Linked DNA regions of Sus scrofa: region 2 is linked to region 1. Evidence: chromatin contacts called from public HiChIP or PLAC-seq data. All regions are on one chromosome and are shown on one strand. The core of a region is the stretch at or near the end of the contact, and the rest is flanking DNA. Distances in the headings are between cores, read along the strand shown.

Evidence for each region. HiChIP or PLAC-seq counts read pairs in DNA pulled down with a chosen protein or histone mark.
Region 2: a contact with region 1 is called in an H3K27ac HiChIP or PLAC-seq map of skeletal muscle. The contact joins the promoter of SH3BP5 here to the enhancer-like site in region 1. A contact is called at or near these places in 1 of 5 promoter capture datasets (fetal skeletal muscle), 14 of 47 Hi-C or Micro-C datasets (blood, embryonic fibroblasts, epiblast stem cells and 9 more) and 2 of 2 datasets of contacts at active chromatin or transcription factors (alveolar macrophages and skeletal muscle).

Annotation. Positions count from the first base shown.
Region 1 is chr13:2,544,967-2,551,731 of Sscrofa11.1, forward strand. All of the region lies in intron 3 of SH3BP5 (SH3 domain-binding protein 5), which reads right to left. Among named protein-coding and RNA genes, the nearest start is that of SH3BP5, 37 kb to the right of the region's middle. Within about 2 kb of position 3,820, at least 46 of the 83 cell types and tissues checked have an H3K27ac peak or open chromatin away from gene starts, as enhancers often do. A contact at or near this core is called in alveolar macrophages, embryonic fibroblasts, fetal liver and 5 more, where this site is marked.
Region 2 is chr13:2,583,222-2,589,986 of Sscrofa11.1, forward strand. SH3BP5 (SH3 domain-binding protein 5) reads right to left here and starts at 2,380. Exons shown (of 9, transcript XM_003132063.5): 1 at 2,087-2,380; 2 at 376-438. The coding sequence starts at 2,227.

The sequences.
Region 1 (6,765 bases), core at 2,570-5,069:
CTCACGCTCCAAACACACGTCCTGTTGGGTGCCACGTTTTTCATGTTTCTGTGCTTTGCATTAGTGGTTTCTCTCTGAATTGGCACCCAAGCCTAGTGCTAAGTGCTGTGTAGGGTTCACAGCACAGGAAGGTGGCTGACCCCCTTACGGAGAAAATGCGTGTTTCAGACGCGCAGCTTCCAGGTGTGAGTCACACTGGTTGTTAGTTCAGTGTTAATGAATCAACAATGCGGCACATTCAGAAAAACGAAGAGGAAACCTGCAGATCTACGCAAGAGGCAGCTCTGGTCAGTGCTAACGTAGAGTCTGCAGTGGACAACGATGCTGCAGAAACGTGGCTACATGTGTGGACTCCACGTGGCAACAACGCCCGAGAGTCACCACCAATCGAGACGGCGTAGTGGTCCACACGCAGCAACACGCGTGATCATACTAAGCGAAGTCAGCCAGACAGAGAAAGACAAACACCATGTGAATTTCATTTTAAAAACGACATTGAAGAACTTATTTACAAACAGAAATAGGCTCACGGATTTCAGAATCAAATCTATGGTAACCAAAGGGGAAAGAAGGGGGAGAGATAAATGAGGAGTTTGGGATTAACATATACATACTACTATATACATGTGTGTGTGTGTGTGTGTATAAAAAATAAACAACAAGGACCTATGTATAGCACAGGGAATCTATATTCGATATCTTGTAATAGCCTATAATGGAAAAGAATCTGAAAAAAGAATACATATATATATGTATTAGCTGATTCACTTCGCGGTACAGCAGAAACTAACAACACTATAAATCAACTAAACTTCAATTTAAAAACAAAAAGCATAGCGAGCAACAGCATGTGAGGCTGAAAGCTAGGGAACTTTTCAGTTACATCCCCAGGATGAAGAAAACATTCCTCCTTTCTTGGCTAATGTTTTATTGTCAAGAAACACTGTGTAGAGTTAATTGTGTGTATGAAATATAGATTAAAGAAGGTGTCTTGAAAGAGAAACACACATGGAACAAGACTATGAATGGATTGGTTGATGAAATGGTGACCAGAGGCTCTCGGGAAGGACCCTCTGTTTCCCTGGGAGCAAGGCCTCACTCCATTTCTCAAATGGGGGTGGGGGGGATGGCACCCCCCCCACACACATACACCACAGGCATCAATGCAGATCAGTAATAAAAATTCTACTTTTGGGAGTTCCCGTCGTGGCGCAGTGGTTAACGAATCCGACTAGGAACCATGAGGTTGCGGGTTCGGTCCCTGCCCTTGCTCAGTGGGTTAACGATCCGGCGTTGCCGTGAGCTGTGGTGTAGGTTGCAGACGCGGCTCGGATCCCGCGTTGCTGTGGCTCTGGCGTAGGCTGGTGGCTACAGCTCCGATTCAACCCCTAGCCTGGGAACCTCCATATGCCGCGGGAGCGGCCCAAGAAATAGCAACAACAACAACAACAAAAGACAAAAAAAAAAAAAAAAAAAAAAAAAAAATCCTACTTTTGCCCAAAATACGCCATCCCACACAACTTTTATAAGACTGCTAAAGGCAGAGTTCCCTAGTGGTCTAGCAGTTAAAGGACCTGGTATTATCACTGTTGTGGCAAAGTGTGATCCCTGGTCCGGGAACTTCTGCATGCTGTGGGTGCAGCCATTAAAAAAAAAAAAGACTGCTAAGAGGGAAATGTCAGCTCTACAGGACAGAGCCTTTGTTCTGTTCTTGACAAGTGGCCCAACTGTACCCAACATGTAGAGGGAACCCTGTAAATACTTGCTTAATGAAAGAAAACAATGAACTAGAAGAAAAACAAATAGCTGGACAAGTAAAGCGTATAACCCAGACATGACATACCCTTGAGTGTGCATCCCAGCTCTGCAGAGCCTGGGCCTCCTATTCTCCACAGATATTCTGCAAACAAAATCGAAGTCCAGATTTCCCAACAGAGACCACAGCCCTCTGTTCCTCCTGTAATTAACATAAGGATGTGATGCACGTGACCTGCCTCATTTCATTGGAAACCTGATTTCCCATGCATTCAAGGTCTGCACCACTCATCTACTCAGGCGTGGAGGGCTTTCCATCATCACAAGCTCAGTCAGCTACCCTCTCATCATCATTTTCAATCTTCTGCCACATTTTATCTTCACAAGCATCTCATTCCGTTCCCATCCTGCCTGGGGTCACCCTTCTGTCTCCACATCTTCCAGCCGAAGAAGACTGCTTCTTCTGCTACCTTCTATCTATAGAGTATGTTTTGCAGTTGTGGTTGTGGTGTTTTGTTTTGTTTTAATGTAGCAGACTGACTTTAGAGATACAGTATTTGATACAAAATTACATCTGGAGGAGTTTTCGCCGTGGCGCGGTGGTTAACGAATCCGACTAGGAAACATGAGGTTGCGGGTTCGGTCCCTGCCCTTGCTCAGTGGGTTAACGATCCGGTGTTGCCGTGAGCTGTGGTGTGGGTTGCAGACGCAGCTCGGATCCCACGTTGCTGTGGCTCTGGCGTAGGCCGGTGGCTACAGCTCCGATTCAACCCCTAGCCTGGGAACCTCCATATGCCGCGGGAGCGGCCCAAGAAATAGCAAAAAGACAAAAAAAAAAAAAAAAAAAAAAAACACATCTGGAATAAAAACTCATACTGTTTTTCATTCATCCAAATGCTTTACACCTACTAACTTAATCACGCTGGTGAATTGCAAAAACAAAACAAAACAAAAAAAAAAACAACCAAAAAATGGCTATAATTCTTTGCAAGTACTTTGCAGGTAGAGTTTATTTTTTCCCCACTTCTTGCATTTGGACTAGCTATGTGACTTCCTCCGCCCAACAGGAGACATTAACAAATGTGATACAAGCAGAGGCTTGTAAAGGGCCTGCCCTTTTTGTTCGCAGAATCCGAGCACCAAGGGAAGAAGCCCAAGCTAGCCTGTTGGATGAGATGCATGTGGTCTAGCCACCCCTGAAGCCTCAGCTGACAATCCACCAACTGCTTGACAGATAAAGCCATCCCAGCTCAGCCGGCCCCCAGCCAATCTACCAACTGACTGTATATTCATGAAATCAGCCAAACCCGAGATCAGAAAACCTGCCCAGCAAAGTCACAAGCAAAATGAATATCTCAACCACTGTGTTTGATTTGTTTCACAACAAAAGCTACCTGATGTACAACTCCATTTTACAGATGAAGAAAATGAGGCACAGAAATTAAGGAACCTACCGAGGTCCCATAGCTATTCAGTGGTAAAGCTGGGATCCAGAGCCAGGCTGTCAGGCTCAGAGGCTGAGCTTTATCAGCTGTCCTACAGCTAAGTCACTCTAAGTTTCAAACACTTCCTCACTCACGTCCCCAAAGGAGGTTAAAGGACATGAACTTACTTGGTCCCATAAACACAAAACGGACAGTGGACAGCCCTGAATAACCCTCACTATTTTGCATTTATGCTGGCCTTCGGGGTTGCAAAGTCTTCTGACATATTCCAACCATTTAAAAATAACAAGGTGTTGCCCAAATGTCCACCAATGGATGAATGAATACACAAAATGTGGTCAGATCCTAAGTTGCTGCTGCTGTGGCGTAGGTCAGCAGCTATAGCTCGATTTGACCACTAGCCTGGGAACTTCCATATGCCATGGATGCAGCCCTAAAAAGTAAAAGTTAAAATGGTAAATCCTATATTAAATACAGTTCACCACAGAGGAAAACATTCTCAAGGGCTGGGACCAGCAATGATAAAATGACAGGCCCAGAGCCACTCTTAGACCGGTTAGAACCCAGGGAGCAGAGTAAGCAAGAAACTCTCTGCCAGTTAATTTTCCTGAGTCACAAGGGTTCCGCCCCCCTCGTCAGAATGTCCCCAGCCACACACTGAAGGCCAGATGGGCTGGCAGATACGTCAAAGCCACCTTAAAAACAAGCTCTGGCTCACAGACAAAAACCTCAAATAAATCAAAGCCAGTTTCCTGCTCCCACCCCAGCCTAGAGTAAAAAAAAAAAAAAAAAAAAAAAAAAAGTTTTCTGCCTCCTCTTGGAAGAATTTGGACAGGGTTTTCAAGATCACAGGACCTAATCTGACTCATGACTCATGGTACGAAAATGAATTGACATCAGGAACAAGAAAGTCAGTGCAAATTTCTGATGAGCAGACATAATTTCTACTTGCCCCAGTGATTGCATATCTTTGTAAACTCTTCACAGAAAACCAAACTGTAGAAGTCCTTCTCTTTGTAAGTATCTATTGTTCCACTGAGACAGACATTATAAAACCACCACTATGGTATAATCTCTTATTTAAAAAAAAGAGAGATACATCAAATATTAAGATGGCATAGGGACTTATTTTCTTTTTTGTGTGTATTTACTGAATTTTCTACTTTTTTTTTTTTTTTTTTTTTTGGCTGTGCCTGAAGCATGTGGAAGTTCCTGGGCGAGGAATCAAACCCGCACCACAGCAGCAACTCAAGCCGCTGCACTGACAACACCGGATCCTTAACCCACTGTGCCATAAGAAAACTCCTCTACAATTTTTTTTTTAAAATGAAGCCAAAACTTAAGGTTATGTAGGAATTCTGTCATCAAACATTATCTTATTAAGTCATAAGAACACCTTGTGACTGTAATGGTTTATGACCATGTCTGTTTCACTGTTTTCAGGTCACTGCCTTCACAGAAATGAGGATGCTGAGGCTATGCGTGTGTATGTAGGGCCTCACATACACACTTGGGGAAGATACTTCAAAGGCATCTCTCAGAGACCATCCCTGCTACACACAGTCAGGAGGTGTTGTAAATATAAAAAGGAAGGGGTGGGAATAAGACCAGAGGAAGAAAACAGGAAACCCCAACTGGCAGCAGCTTCACCACTAGGAAGGTCAGAGGACACTGATGCACAGAAAGAACTTAGCCGCCTAGCCCAGCCCAGAAGGCCCTCCATCCTCAGAAATGAAAAGCGACATCCACTCCCAGACTCAGCCTTTGAGCATCCTTCCAGTTCCTCGGCCAGAGACCAGCAAGGTCCCTTGGGGCTGAGGGAAGGGGTCACTCTGAGCCTTCTTCCTGCCCACCTGCAAGGAGGCAGTTTAAGGGGAGGGTTTGCAGTCATAAAGCCAAGCAGAATTCCCTCGATACTCAGCGTGGGCTCTGCCAGCTGATGGAGAGTCACTCAGCCCCAGGGTCTGGGTAATTATCTCATGAGACCTGATGACTCAGAGGCTAGTCCAAGGGACTCAGTAATTGTCGCAACCCTTGTCCTTGCTGGCCAAGAGAAGAGAGGAAGGAGAAAAGCCACAATTCTCTGCAGCCCAGAGTGGGACCCTCCCAATCCAGTTCCCTCCGACCTCTTTTTCCATCAAAGACAACTGGGGAGTGGTATGAAATCTATTTGAGATGTGTCACAGCCAACTGGGGACCCACCCGCCAAATTAGATTTGAATGAACTCAACCCAGACAAAGCTGGATCTGCTGGTCACACTCCTAATTCCTCTGCTCACCTAGCCATGAACAGGAAAAAACCCGTGAGTAAAGCAGCAACAGAGACAGAAGGCTCAAAACACCAAGGGTGGGCCAGGAGGAACATCTGGTCAACCTCATCATTCACACATCGGTTCGTTTGTTCATTTGCTCCGGACCCGAACAGTTTTGGTAAGCTGGTATTGCAAACATGGCAATGATCCGCACAGACCAAATCCCCTGTTTAGGAACTTGTGGACTTTCATGACTGTAAACAAGTGAACAATAACAACAGATTGGGGCATGATAATTGCTACGGAGACAAGCCAAACCAGGAGCAAGGGCTGGGATGGTGGAGATGGTGGGCTGGCAGTTGTGACTTAACTCTTAGCCCAGGAAAGCCTGGTTGATAAAAGTGACATCTGAGCAGAAAACCAAAAAAGATGGAGTGGACCACAGATCCTGCATTTAAGACAATGGCAGAGGGACCACAAGTTCAAAGACGCCATGGCGGGAATGCATCTGACCAGCTCAGCTAAAGAGGGACACTGCCCATCAGCTGGACCTGGCCACCTGAGGAGCCAACCTCTAGAGGTCCCTGAACACCAACGTCCCTTTAGCCAGCTCCAGGTAAGGAAGCCATTGCCTCAGCTCCAAGGGGAAGCTCACACACACCACTCTTCAGTCTTCCATGGCATAAGCAGAGGGATATTTTGAAATCGATATCTGTGGCCTCAAAAGAATTAACGGATCACAAACTTAAGTGATGAAGAATTTCAGAAGGTGAGATTTCATGACCTCCGCAGCACTGACCCAATGTTTACATTAAATTATCAGAACTTTCTGGAGTTCCCTGGTGGCCTAGGGGTTAAGGACTCTGCATTTTCACTGCTGTGGTTCAGGTTCGATCTCTGGCCCGGGAACTTCCGCATGTCTCAGGAACTGTTAAAAGAATTTTTTTTTTCTCCTCACACATAACCAGAACCCTTTGTACTGCAAGGTCAAGACCAATAATACCCTAGGCTAAGCTGGAGGAGACATGTCCCCAACATGGGGGCACCTTGAAGGTTGTGGCACACAGGTACTTTGGAGGGAGGATGCCCGAGGGTTGGGGAGTTTCTAGGGACTGGTGAGCACCTTCTGGAGAAGATTTTTTTCTCCCTGAAAAGCTGGAGGTCTGGGTGGGGAGGCGGAGAGAGGGCTGACTGCTCAGGCTTGTCACAGACCAACATGTAATGGGCACTCTGATGCTGTGCAGCCCAGGGCAGCTGGCCAGGGAAGGAGGAAGGGCTTCGGGCAGCCAGTCTGTCTAGGAAAAAAGGCAACA
Region 2 (6,765 bases), core at 1,130-3,629, 37 kb after region 1:
TGTAAGGAGCTCCCTTAAAATGCTTAAGAGATTTGTGTGACCTCATTCACTCCTGTCCATTGAAGTACACAGCCAATTTCCCCTTCAGTCCTTTTAACTTTTCCACAGACACATTAACTTCAGGGCTTAAGTCTGTGTAAAGCCCTTGCTTTTGGCCCCATGGAGGTTCCATGATTAAAAAAATATATATGAAATTGGATCCACATGTGTTCCACCCACAAGCTGGACTCAGTGGTGTATTTATTCTGTCAGACGCAGGCTGTTGCTCAACTGCGAAAGTGAATGCCAGCAACCACCTCTTAAAACAAAATGAACCAGCCTGGTGTCAGAGAGACAACGCCACTTCCCCAAAAACAAGCACCCAGCTTTCTGTACCTCAAGTTCAGTCTCCCGTCTGTTGATATCATCCGTGGATTGATTTAACTTCTCCAGTTCTCCCTGATGAAGAAAAGGGAGAGAAAAAGCTTTCAGGGATTGTCTTTTGTTCTGGTATGACTCTGCCCCCCTCCCAACCTGCAAAATTACTCCAGCATCATTTGCAGGAAGAGGAACCAGTCAGTATTAATTTTCAAGGAAAACAGTTGAGCCTTGGCTAAAGAACAAATGAAATGTCAGCATTTCTGAAACCTTTATCTGGGTGGTAGCCCTTCTGAAAATGACTAAGGTCCGAGGAATTTTCTTTTCTTAGAAGGTCAAATATTTTATTCCAGGTATGTGCCTTCAGGTAAACTCACCTGTTACAATGATTTAAGGGCTGAATCCAAACAATAACCCTCTGCTTTAGAGCAAAAACTTGCAGGAAAAAGAAAAAAAAAAAAAAAAAACCCAAACCAGTAAGAGCAAGCAAACAAAACCATGCCAAAAGTAAAAACCCAGTGAAATGATTTATATCAAGGCAGAATTCTGGCACTTACTCATCCATGGTTGAGTATTTTTCTTTAGAGACGAAAATCTTTTCAAACTGCCAATTATTCAACCTTCCTAGCTGTTTACAAAACAAACTAAAACTAACATAAACATTGATCTTTAAATAACATTTACAAACTGACATTTTGTTTAAAAAAAAAAAAAGTGCCCAGTATGAAGTTAACTCATTTTACTCTGCAAACAAAGGATCTTGTCAACAGAATTCCCCTACCCAGAAAACAAAATTTAGTAGTTCAAACTGATTTTATTTAGAATTCCTAATGTAAAGATTTTTCCACCTGATCTTTGTCTTGCTAACCTGCCGTAACAATTCATTTAAACGCCAACAGCTGAGTTAAATGAGCTTTTAATTGATCTGCGCACTGAAAAACCAATTAGGTCTTCAGAAATCGCATCGCGTGCTGCAAAACAATATTTATTTTAAAAAATGATTTATGGAAAGAGTCTTGGAACGGAATATGCTGTGCTTTTTCCCCAGAGGGTGAAGAGGTTAAGCTGTCGCTGCTAGATCTCGGCTTGGAAACTGTCTTTTAATCATCTCCCAGAGAAATGGAGGCAAGGAAGCCAGGCCAATCCCCTCGCCTTCTCGCCACGTTAGCTTTGCGCTGTTAGCCCCCAATTTCTGTTCACTGCCGACCTCAAAAGGAGGAAACGCTGGGTTTTAAACCATTTGAGGCCAAGCGGAGGGCTGAGCCGTGGTGACAATAAACCCTTCGTCCTGCTAACAACGAATCAAAGCAAGAGGGAGAAGGCTCAGGCAGGCTCAGGCCGGGCACCTCCGCCAGGTGAGTGCTCCGAACCCCAAGCATGAGAGGCCACCCTGCTGCAGGGGCGGCGACGCCCACCGCCCCCGGCCCGCGCCCACGCGGCCCTCGGGCTCCGGGAGCCCGGCGTGGCGCCCCCGCCCCCTTTTCTCTTTGTTGCACACCCTCCCGAGCCGCCGGACACGCTGCGGCGACCCCACGGATCCTGCGGGGTAATCCCCGCGATAGAGTCAGGCCGCGTCCACGCGGGCACCGCAGCCTCCCAGGAACCGGGTGAAGCCGGGTACTCTGACTGTCTCCTCCAGCCCCGGACCTACGCGGCCACCTCTCCCGGGTGCAAGCACCGGGGACCGCGAGGCGGGCTCAGTGCCATTGCCGGGATCCACGCGCCCTACCTGTATCCGGGGGTCCACTTCTTCCTCCTCCTCCAGCCCTGGCTCCATCCCCTCCTCCTCCTCCTCCTCCTCCGAGTCCCGGGCTGGCGGCGGGAGCTCGGCCGCCTCCTCCGGCCGGCTCCGCTTCGGCGCCGCGTCCATGCGGGTGGCCGGAGAGCGAAGCGAACGGCGGACTTCGGAGCGCAGGAGTGGCGTTCGCAGGCTGGGCCGGGGCCGTCTGGCCACCGCCCGGTGCGCTCTGGAAGCGCCGCTTGCTGCCGCGGGTCCCCGGCCCCGAGCAGGAGGAAGTGGGCGCGGCCGCCCCCTGTCCGCCGCGGCAGTAAGCGCAGCGCCGCCCGCTCCGCCCCAGGCCGGCCCGCCCGCCCTGCGCGGCCCCAGCTATGGCCCCGGCACCCGGGCTCCGTCACAAAACCTCACTCCCGGAAAACCTTAGGGTCGTGAAATGGAGGAGCCCTCACCCCTTTTAACTTAGCAGCCCGGAGAGATCACAAGCTCCCCAACGTCAGCCGCCTGGTGACAAGAGTGCTTTTCTCCCTCCCTCCTCTGCCCAGGCAAACTAACTGCTTGGAAGGGAAGTTAGGGGTATTGCCACTGTCTGAAGTCACCTTTAGAAGCTGGTATTCAGTGACCCGGGACCAGTTTCAAGACTCACTCAAACTCCTGTATACACTGGAAGCGCTTTGCCCCCGTGGGTGACCTTGGGAATTGAATCCACCTGAAGATTTCCCCAGAACAGGGAACTACAACATATACTCACATAAACACAAAAGGATAAAGAGAGGAGCCAGCTGCAGCTCCATGCGTGGATTCTTGGTCCAAAGGCTGTGGCCCCCACTGGGCCAAGCTACGTGCTTTTCGATGGGTTAGGTGATCCTCCCTGAATAGCCAGGACGCATGGAAAATCCACAGATCAGTGGGTGGGTACAGCCTTCTCAAGAAGATGTGAGTGTGTGGAGTTCCCATTGTGGCTCAGTGGGTTAAGGACCTGACAGTGTCACTGTGAGGAGATAGTTTCAATCCCTGGCCTCGATCAATGAGTATGGTTCCAGCCTTGCTGCAGGCAACCATAGGTTGCAGATGCATCTCGGCTCCCACCTTGCCTGTGGCTGGTGGTGTTAGGGACCTAGCTGCAGTGCTGATTCAACCCCTAGCCCAGGAACTTCCATATACTCCAGGGGTAGCGGGAAAAAGAAAAAGAAAAAAAGATGTGAGTGTAACCCCTGTTAATGGACACACTCTGTCCAAGGATTTATGAGCTAGTAAGTTTTCCTGCCCACCCAAACAGGTAGGGAGCCAGAACTTACTTGCCTGGCAAACTCAACATCACAAAAAGCCAAAGAATAAGGGTATATCTGTGCTTTTATGAAATGTCAGATCCACTGTGATGTCAGGGGAGCAGAAAGTCAGATGACTTTAGTGAAGCAGGCAAGGACATTGCCACTGGCCATTGCTAATGTCTCCTTCACTACAAAATTGCAGGGTGTACACACTTCCTACATGGAGGCTCGTGGCCCATGGGCTCTGTGAGTTTGAAGGGAAGACTTGCTTGAGAAAGGAGCTTCTTTCTGAGAGCCTGTCATTAAAGCCAAGCTTGGAAAAACCTGCTTATAATGGTTTTCTGAAAGGCTTAGTTGGAGGGGGGTGTTTACTCTTTGGGCAGGCTTCCACCCTACACACTCAGACACTGTGGTCCACTGTCAAAGAACCTTTGTTGTCTCCTGGAAGTAGAGCCTTGGGTTTGTTTCTAAACAGGTCACACCTGTTCATTGTTCTTTAAATCAAGGAAGCGTCAGCAATTCTTTGAGAGATGTTCTCAAGCTCCTTGCTAAACACATGGTTGCATTTCGTTTTCCAGTGGTAGGTGAAGTCAGGATCAAGACGGCCATTAAGAGTAACTGTTGTGGCTCAGCGGGTTACAAACCCAACTAGTATCCATGAGGATACGGGTTTGATCCCTGGCCTCACTCAGTGGGTTAAGGATCTAGCATTGCCATGAGCTGTGGTGTAGTTCGCAGACGCAGCTTGGATCCAGCATTGCTGTGGCTGTGGTATAGGTCAGCAGGTGCAGCTCTGATTTTTCCTGTAGTCTGGAAACTTCCGTATGCCTCAGATGTGGCCCTAAAAAACAAAACAACAACAACAACAACAAAAGAGTCACTTTAGGACACAAGAGCCACCAGTGTTTCCTTGGTGGCTCAGGATTGAGCCTATAACTGAGCAGTTTCATCCTGATTGTGAACAAACTGAGACAGAGGTTGAAAACAAGGAAAGTGAGGTCAGCCCTGGTTCTAAATGCTTCTCAACTCAAACAACAGCCTCCAAAATACATTTCTATTTAAGCTTGGATCTAAGAGCAATAGGGTGGCTCAAAATGCCTCTATGGGACATAGGGAAACTGCTCTAGAACCTCAGTTTAGACTTTGGTTGTGGATGTTGTTGTTGCTCTTTTAGAAGACCTGGACCAGCCATAGCATGAATCCCAAATAGTGTTCTGAAGCTAAAATAAGGAAAATAAACCACTGCGGTACGATGTATTTCATTACATACATATGCACATCGCTGTATAGGAAAAAGGTTTAAAAGGAAGGATTCATACCCAACAAAGGATGGCTAGCCCTGGAAAAGGGAGGGAGGGGCCAAGATTGGCTAGGATTGGGGGGTGGTCAAAGGGAACTTTTAATCGCTCGATATTTTCTTTTCTTTTCTTTTTCTTTTTTTTTGTCTTTTTAGGACCTCACCTGCAGCATATAGAAATTCCCAGGCTAGGGGTTGAATTGGAGCTGCAGCAGCTGGCCTACACCACAGCCACAGCAATACCAGATCCAAGCCAAATCTGTGACCTATGCCACAGCTTGTGGCAATGCCAGATCCTTAACCCATTGAGCGAAGCCAGGGGTCAAACCTGCATCCTCATGGGTACTAGTCAGGTTCTTAACCTACTGAGCCACAATGGGAACACCTCAATCATGTTTTCATTTTTTACAAAGAGGGTAGGTATATTTATGATTATTTGTATATTTCTAAAATAAATTTAAAACAATGCATAATGTATTCATTTTCTACTGCTGTGTCACAAACTACCACAAATTTAGTGGCTTAAAACAACACTCATTTATTGCCTCATAGTTCTGTAGGCCTGACGTTCGGACCTGGTGTGACTCTCTTCTCTGCTCAAGGTCTCCCAGACTGATTGCAGACATCAACCAGCCTATATTCCTTTCTGAAGGCTCTGAGGAGAAAATCGTTCCAAGCTCATTCAGGTTCTTGGCTGAATTCACTTCCTTGTGGTTGTAGGACTGAAGTCTTCATTTCCTTGCTAACTACCAGCCAAGGACCAACCTCAGCTGCTGGAAACTGCCTGCATTCCTGACCACTTGGCCCCTCCAACTTCAAAGCCAGCAGTAGAGATTTCCTGTGTGTCGAGTCCCTCTGATACTTCAATCTCCTCTTCAGGAAGACCCCAGTCCCTTTGAAGGATTTGCTTGATTAGGTGGGGTCCACCCAGAATAGTCTCCCATTTTTCAAGGAGAGGGTTTTGCCATATTTACCACCTAGTCACTGCCGTGACTGACCTGTCATATTCACAGGTTCCCAGCATTGTACGGGAATACGTACAGTAGGGGGCAGGAAATGGGGTAATCCTAAACTTCCGCCTACCTCACATGCTAATAATGCAAGCCATGTAAGTGGCTTGTAACCCAAGCAAATGCTTAATATTTATTTTCGCCACCATACTGTTCTGGATGCGTGGCTCTAAAAGTATGGGCTACAGACCCCTGGAGGTCTCTAAGACCTTTCAGGATGCCCGTGAGGTCAAAACTACTTTCAGACTAAGACAGGATTTGCTTTTCCACACTCATTCTCTTACAAGTGTTCATCCTAGTTTCCCAGAAACTATGTAACATACCACAACGGATTTAATGCAGATGCTGTGAGAACCCAGCTGTCCCCTATTGCAGCACATTAAAGAGATGTGCAAAAATGTAAAGCAATTCCTTTATAACTATCTGTTTTGGAAACTTTTTTTTCCGCCCCCTTGGCATGAAGACGTTCCCAGGCCAGGCATCGAACCTGAGCCACAGCAGTGAAAACATCAGCTCCTTAACCCACTGAGCCACAAGAAAACTCTGGAAACTCTTTTACTCTTCATTTTAGAAACTAAAGTAAATTATGAAATTATGATATTTAACATGTAATAAATGTATTGTTATTTTTAGCTGAATTAATTTTAAAGGTTTTAAAAATTGTTTTTTTTTCCCCTACTTTTTAGGGCCCCCCCATGGCATATGGAGGCTCCCAGGCTAGGGATCGAATCAGAGCTACAGCTGCCAGCCTACACCACAGCCACAGCAATGCCAGATCCAAGCCATGTCTGCGACCTACTCCACAGCTCGTGGCAACTCCAGATCCTTACCCCACTGAGCGAGGCCAGGGATTGAACCTACGACGTCATGGTTCCTAGTCAGATTTGTTTCTGATGTGCCACAAGAGGAACTCCCTCCTTTTTTTTTTTTTTTTTTTTAATTGTTTTAATTTCTACACAGTAACTACCAGTAGATACAATCACATAAACTACAGCTCTTTGAGATCTTCAGTGGCTTAAAAAACTAAAGGAGGAGTTCCCGTCGTGGCACAATGGTTAACGGATCCAACTAAGAACCATGAGGTTGCGAGTTCGA